Linked DNA regions of Sus scrofa: region 1 is linked to region 2. The links are chromatin contacts, called in public HiChIP or PLAC-seq maps. All regions are on one chromosome and are shown on one strand. Each heading gives the region's core, a stretch centred on a gene start, on an enhancer-like site or on the middle of the called end of the contact. The rest is flanking DNA. Distances are from core to core; before and after follow the strand shown. Region 1 holds the start of SPTB (spectrin beta chain, erythrocytic). Region 2 overlaps SPTB (spectrin beta chain, erythrocytic).

Region 1 (3,305 bases), core at 149-2,648, 140 kb before region 2:
AAGGGTCCAGACAACAGGGTGGTGGGGCGAAGAGTTCTGTGGCTTTGTAGTTTGTAGTATCTGTGGCGTTTGCCCCACTTAGCACAACTCACTGTCTAAATGCCCACTCTCACGAAGTGTTACTGCAGCAGGAAGTGAAGTATCTTTGCATATGTTCAATGTATAAACTAAGCACGCACATCTGGCACTTAAACACCCTTTTCCTGGTGAATCCTGGAAAACAGCATAATTATACTCCCAAGCAAATAACTCAGGAGTAAAACTGTTCCGTTGTTCAGAACACCAGGCATCATCCAAGTTAAAATTCTTTTCTATAGCCTTGCGTTTTAAATCTCCACAGCCTTCTCCAAAACACCTAAGATTACCTAGGCTGATGACTGGTGAGAAACCGTCCCTGTCCATGGAGAAAAGATGAAAGTGACAGCAAGGTGTACACTATCAAACCTTACTGAACAATGACCTTGTATAGTAAGAAAGTCAAGAAAGTGGACAACCTTGCAAGCTGCCCATATGCTTCTGTGAGTCTTTCCCGAGGTGACTCAGAGGCGCTTTGTCTTTCCTCTTTAGTACGGTCATTGGCTCTAGAGTTTTCTCTGGCCTACAGCATCCCACCCCACCCAGACTTGCAGTGAGAAAGACTCCGTTCACCTAGAAACCGGGGCTGGCCAGGAGGTGCTGGGGGGCTGGGGTGGTAGCTTGCCTGTTGATTACAGCCCCAGTAAGCAACGAGCGAACAGTGGGATTGCGGGCTGTGCCCCGCCAGCATTGCTGGGTCCTGCTGGACCACACCAGGTTTGCAAACAGAAACGGAGACACCCAGCCCGCGGGCTGCGGGCGGGGGGCTTCGGGCCCAAAGCCTACCCCTGCCCTCTCAGCCAGGAGAAGCCAGCCTCGGAGTGCGCTTTCTAACACACCAGCCCCCTGGAACAATCTGTCCCTCCCCAAACGCGCCGCAGCGGGGGCGCACTGCTGGGGTGCCCGCTTCATCTACCTTACGGCCTAAGCATGTCTTTTAATGTCTTTTTAAGACCTGACTGTATCCAGTGGGGACTCGGGGCGGGAAAGGCTGGAGGGCTCATTTTTGTGGCCAGGCTCACTGCTCTAGGCGCAGGAATTAGGCCGGAGCTGCAGAGTCAAATCCCTTTGCTGCCTCAGGGGGCTCGGGATAGCGCGCGGTTATGGGAGGTGAGCGGCGATGGGGGCGCTGCGGGCCGCTGGGGCTTCTGGCGTCTCGGACAGTCCTCTGGGAGGCGAGGCCAGCTTGCGGAGCCGGGCGGAGGCCGGGCAGGTGGCCCCAGGCTCGGAGGCTGATTGGCAGGTGCGGGAGTGGGTGGGGAAGGCGGGGGCTGGGCCTGGCGCTGCGGGAGGCTGCGGCCCCGCCTCCCCGCCCCCGCCGCGGGACTATCTGGTCCCGGCAGCAGCGATGTCCCCCGGCAGGAATGTCCCTCCTCAGATAATGTTATTTATATCTCTGGGCGGGTCCGCGGCTCGGCAGCACCAGGCGCCCGGCGGCCGCTGTGCCAGGAGCCCCACGCTGCCCTCCTCCCCCTGCGCCGCCGCCGCTGTTGCCCCCGGGCTACGGGTGGCCGCTGCTACAGCCCCAGCTCAGGTGAGTCCCGGGAGGGCCTGGCCGCCGGAGGGTGCTGGGAGCTGGGAGCTGGGTGCGGGTGCAGATGCGCGAGGCTGGGGCGCGAGGCTGGGGCGCGCGGCGCGAGCGCAGAGGAGGCGCTGGGCCCAGGGGGCGCGTGACGCGCGGGGCCCAGGGGACTGGGTGGGGGCCCAGCCCTGGGTGCCAGGCGTAGAGCAGCTATCTGCGGCAGCTATCGCCCCAGGGCGCGGGAATCCGCGTGGGCTTTGGAGGCGCTTGGCGAGCTGGGTGCTTGCTTTGGAGAGCCGGATGCTGGAGCATCGCCCGGGGGCGCTGGGAGGGTGGTGAGGGGGTGGTGCGTGTTCTTGTCCCGGGCTGCCTCCTCCAGGACCCCGTCACAGGGAGGAAGGGGGTTCTGCCGCTAGCCTCTCCGACCTCCGCGCCGCCCTCTCTGCCTCCGGCTGCCGGGTTTGTCAGCCCTGGGACTACTCAGATTCTCTTCTGGGGAACTTGTCTACGCGCTCCCAGGGCAGCCCAGGTCCCAGGCAGGGAGGGCAGGGTATCAGAGGGACCCCGGTCCCCGGGAGTTGGGAACGACGCGGAGAGTGGACAGATGCAGCCCCAAGAAGGAAAGATCGAGGTGTCCCAAGCCATCCCCCAAGGACCCCCACCCTTCCTCTCCCAAGGAGTTACACTCTTCCAAGCTTCTACAGTCCACTCTACTCTCACCCGCCTCACCAGTTCCTCTTTCTCCAACAACTTGGTCTTGAGAAATAGCAGAAAGTGGGAGGAATAACAGGAGCACTAAAACAATCCCCAACTCCCACCAACTCGCCCAGACTTCCAAGAGTAGCTAAGGGCTTGGGTACCGTTTCCGTGACAACCAGCCCCAGGTAGGGTCCTGATTTACTGCCGATTAATATCCAAACCACTGTTTTCAGTGAGCAGTTACAAGCGCCAGGAGTTAATAATAACACGCTTAACTGGCTGAAGGAAAATGAAGAGAAGCCACAGTTTTGTTTTTAATTTTAGATGCATCAGATGGAGGAGGGGGGGGGAGATATATAGTGACAGTATTTTTGCACCCAGAGCTTGTGTGAGGAGAAGCTAGGCTGTCACTTCCAGGTAGGAGGCAGCGGTGCAAAATCCATAGCTTTGTGTTAGTCACATCTATACTTCAGTTCCTAAGGAACATGATTTAGGCTTCTCTTGAATGAGAGGAATCTGCAAATCAAAAATTTTAGGCACTTCTATACTATCCACTAACCTTTTCTTAGCCTCACAGATGGTACCAAATTTTATTTTAGAATTCCCTCTTTGACCACCCTTCTGATCCTATGACCTAGGGCAGGTCATTTCCTATTTCAGCGTCAGATTTTAAATTTTTTGCTAGGAGCCCTGGGTTCCAGAATGTCTTTAGAAACTTTTTTTTTTTTTTTTGTAAGTGCAGGATGTTTAAGAGTCCTGAATGCTCAGCACCCAAACAGCTAAGCTTGTATTTGCCCAGAGGCTGTGAGCTAGTTAGGAAAAGGAGTATTAGGCTCACGTTGAAGAAGAGCCCATCAGCCTTGAAACCAACTGACTTCTCAGAGGTGGGTCATTTATACAGGATGTTATCAAACCCCAGAATAAAGTACAGCTGAAAGACATAAGCCCTACATTATGAAAAATGGCCCTTAGACCCTTTTAGCTGTTGCCCTTAGCTTTATCAGTGACC
Region 2 (3,599 bases), core at 62-2,561:
AGGCGGTGGCCTCAGGACCTGCAGCCGCCACCCCCGCCAGGGCCGCAGGAGGAAGGGCAGGAGGAGAAATCCAGCGCAGATGAGAGGCCGGCCACGGAGCCCCTCTTTAAGGTCCTGGACACGCCTCTGAGCGAGGGCGAAGAGCCGACAACGCTGCCATCCCAGCGGGACCATGGGCACAGCGTGCAGATGGAGGGCTACCTGGGCCGCAAGCACGACCTGGAGGGACCCAACAAGAAGGCATCCAACAGGTACGTGGGGGCGGGGCCGCAGGGTTGGGCACCACAGGGACTTCAGCAACAGAGCCTCGGTAACACAGGGATGTTTGTGGGCAAGGGTGCCCTCGGAACCAGCCCTGGGAGCTACTTGGCATGACAGGAGAAGGCCGTCTCCAGTTGGCGGTCCTGAGTTCAACTCCTATGACCTTGAACAAGTTACTCAGCCTCCCATTTGTAAAATGCGGGTGATGGGGGTAGCCTGCCTCTTCAGCGCAGATGCCATGCTTGGTGCCAAGCATGAACTCTGTGGACCCTAGCTGTTTTCATGCCAAGGTGGGGCAACAGGTAGGTCTTGGTGCTAACAGCACATCCTTAACCAAGTCTCACTTTCTACCCAATCTGGGCCCCAGTTTCTCCAGCCGTAAAAGAGGAGCTGACCTAAATGCCTTCTGGAGGTTCTCCCCAGTAACTACATGACCCTGAGGAATCCATTCAGAGACTGTGTCCTTTCCTGACCCCAAAGCAGTCATGTCCTTGGCTGTGGTCTATCCAGGGATGCCTCTACCAGGCAGCAGTCCAGGGTCCCAGGGAAACAAGCAGCATCAAAAGGTTGAAGGCAGCCCTCTTCCCAAGGCCAACTGGCAGCATAGAGAGAGCCTGTTCTGGGGGATACAGCAAAGCTAATCCAAAACATGGGGAATTCTGTGGTGGCTCAGTGGGTTAAGGATCCAACAGCGTCACTGCTGTGGCTCAGGTTCGATCCTTGGCCCCGGAACTTCTGCATGCCATGGGCGTGGCCAAAAAAATCATTCCAAAACTGAATTTGGGAGCCCAGCCACCTCGAAGAGGTTTGCTGCTTATAGGGAGAGTCTACAGGAAAGGAGAAATTAGCATTTATCAAGCACCTACTATGTGCCAGCTGTTATGTTAGCACTAGTAAAATCGTCACAACCGCGCTGTGATGATGTTTCCACTTCCCAGATGGGGAAACAGAGAAGTCATTTGTCCAAAGCAGGACTTTGAGCCCAGCTCCTCCTTAGCCACTGCTTTCCTTGGGCTACAAGCTCGGAGAAGGTGGTGAGAGGCAGAGGAAAGTTCCCTGAGCTGGTGTCAGAAATCTGGGCTTTGTGGAACGGCTCTGCAGCCAGCTTTGTACGGGTCACAGTCTCTTGGACCTTCCAGTCCCTCCTGCCTATTGGCCTGCTAGTTCTCCACCCTCCTGCCCTCAAAAGGGAAGAAGAGGAAGCCAAGCTTAATGTTCCTTGGCGCGCATTACTGTGAAGGAGCCACATGTTCCCCTTTCTCGGGGAAGAGCTCAGATGAGGCCACACAGGAGCTCGTGAGCCTGCTGGCCTCACCAAACGTTCCAGTCGAGAAGAGCCTTGATTTGCACAAATACGTTTCTTTAAAAAGTGCTCGTACTGTATTCTGATCATATATCATCAACAAAACAAAATATCCCTACCACCAAGACAGAACCCTGCTCTGTTCTGATATGCGAATCAAATATGCTAGTGGCTGTGGAAATGCTTTGAAAAGTTGTTTACACTGTTGGTCTTAGACTCGATAATTCTACTTCTAGAATATTTCCAGGTAAGATCAGAGTTATAGACAAAAGATTAAAGCATAAGAATGTTTATCATATTGCTCTGTAAGTTGTGGATAAATTTCCCAGTATGAAAAGATCTACCAATAAAGGGATTATTTATATATGTAATAGGAGACCATCGAGCTATTCAAACTCATTTTCAAGAAATACTTGAGGATATGGGGAATACTCAAGATATAAAAGGACATAAAACTGAATGTACAGTATAATCCAATTTGGCTATATATATGTGAATAGAAAAGACTAGAAGGAAATATCTAAAATGTTAACAATGGTAGTGGAATTACATGCAGATGAGTTTTATTTCCAAATTTTTAACAGTAACGTGTTACTATTGATTAGGGCAAAATTGGTATAATTTTTTTAAAATGATAAAGCTTAGAAATTGATTAGAGGGATGCAGTATCAGAACTGTAGGTGAGAAGTTCCCACTGTGGTACAGCAGATTAAGGATCCAGCATTATCTCTGTGCCCAACAGGGTTTGATCCCCAGCCTGGCACAGTGGATTAAGGATCTGGCATTGCTGCAGCTGTGGAGTAGGTTACAATGCATCTCAGATTTGACTCCTGGCTTGGGAACATTCCATATGCCATGAGCATGGCCAAAAAAAAGAAAAGAAAAAAAGAATTGTAGCTGACCTGCCTGTCTGTACCTTTGCAGGTCCTGGAGCAACCTGTACTGTGTACTCAGGAATAGTGAGCTGACCTTCTACAAGGATGCCAAGAACCTGGCCCTGGGGGTACCCTACCATGGGGAGGAGCCCCTGGCCCTGAGACATGCCATCTGTGAGATTGCTGCCAACTATAAGAAGAAGAAGCATGTCTTTAAGCTGAGGTGAGGCCCCAGCTGTCATGGCCCCTTCCCTGGTGACTTGATTTGGCTTAAGTGGCTGGACAGGGGCCCACTGTATGTGACCAGCTCCAGGCCTAAGGTGCCCCTCAGGGATTTCTCAGGGAGGCTGGTGGTCCTGATTTTTGCCTCTCTCAGAAGATGCTGTGCTGCTTGACAGGGTTCTGGGCAGGGGCAGGGGGTGCTGCGAGAGCAGGGGGCTCCAGAGATGGCCACGCAGGAACCCCTTTGTCCTCCTAGGCTGAGCAATGGCAGCGAGTGGCTCTTCCATGGCAAGGATGAGGTAAGTGCAGGGCTGCCCAGCCCAGACCCCCGCCAACAAAGGGGCAGGTAGAAGGGACCCAAGCACTTGACCTCAAGGCTCCCTCAGGCTCCTGGAGGCACCCCCTTCTTTGCGGGGGCCCTGACCCTCCCACCCTGCAGGAGGAGATGCTGTCCTGGCTGCAGGGCGTGAGCACGGCCATCAACGAGTCCCAAAGCATCCGGGTCAAGGCACAGAGCCTGCCCCTGCCCTCCATCACCGGCCCCGACGCCAGCCTCGGCAAGAAAGACAAGGAGAAGAGATTCAGCTTCTTCCCCAAAAAGAAGTAGCCTCTTGGGCGCCCCGCGGGTGGGGCCAGTGCGACGACGGGACGTGCAGGGCCGAGCGCCTCCCTCCTTGGTCGGGTCCTCCGCAGCTGCCTGCCGCCTGCCTGCTGTGAGTCGCCGGCCGGGCCTCGGGCCCCGCTGCACTGCAACAGCTGCCTGCTCTGCGCGCCCTCCGCCGCCGCAGCCCGGAGCCCCCTGCAGACCGAGCGCGGGCTCCAGGGCCGAGGCTCCCAGCGCTGCTGCTGCCCTCTGGGCTCGGCGAGGGAAACAGTCTTCGAGGTCCACGCCCTTCCCTCCCTGCCCCTCCCTGCCCTTGGCCGAGGGGCGCCCGCAC

Evidence for each region. HiChIP or PLAC-seq counts read pairs in DNA pulled down with a chosen protein or histone mark.
Region 1: an H3K27ac HiChIP or PLAC-seq map of skeletal muscle shows a contact between it and region 2. The contact joins the promoter of SPTB here to the enhancer-like site in region 2. A contact is called at or near these places in 9 of 47 Hi-C or Micro-C datasets (embryonic fibroblasts, fetal heart ventricle, fetal liver and 4 more) and 1 of 2 datasets of contacts at active chromatin or transcription factors (skeletal muscle).

What each region holds. Positions count from the first base shown.
Region 1 is chr7:88,952,564-88,955,868 of Sscrofa11.1, reverse strand. It overlaps SPTB (spectrin beta chain, erythrocytic), which reads left to right and starts at 1,398. Exons shown (of 36, transcript XM_013978290.2): 1 at 1,398-1,609.
Region 2 is chr7:88,815,278-88,818,876 of Sscrofa11.1, reverse strand. SPTB (spectrin beta chain, erythrocytic) reads left to right here. Exons shown (of 36, transcript XM_013978290.2): 33 at 1-251; 34 at 2,489-2,662; 35 at 2,918-2,960; 36 at 3,101-3,599. The coding sequence ends at 3,268. Among named protein-coding and RNA genes, the nearest start is that of PLEKHG3, 53 kb to the right of the region's middle. Within about 2 kb of position 1,311, at least 10 of the 83 cell types and tissues checked have an H3K27ac peak or open chromatin away from gene starts, as enhancers often do. A contact at or near this core is called in retroperitoneal adipose tissue and skeletal muscle, where this site is marked.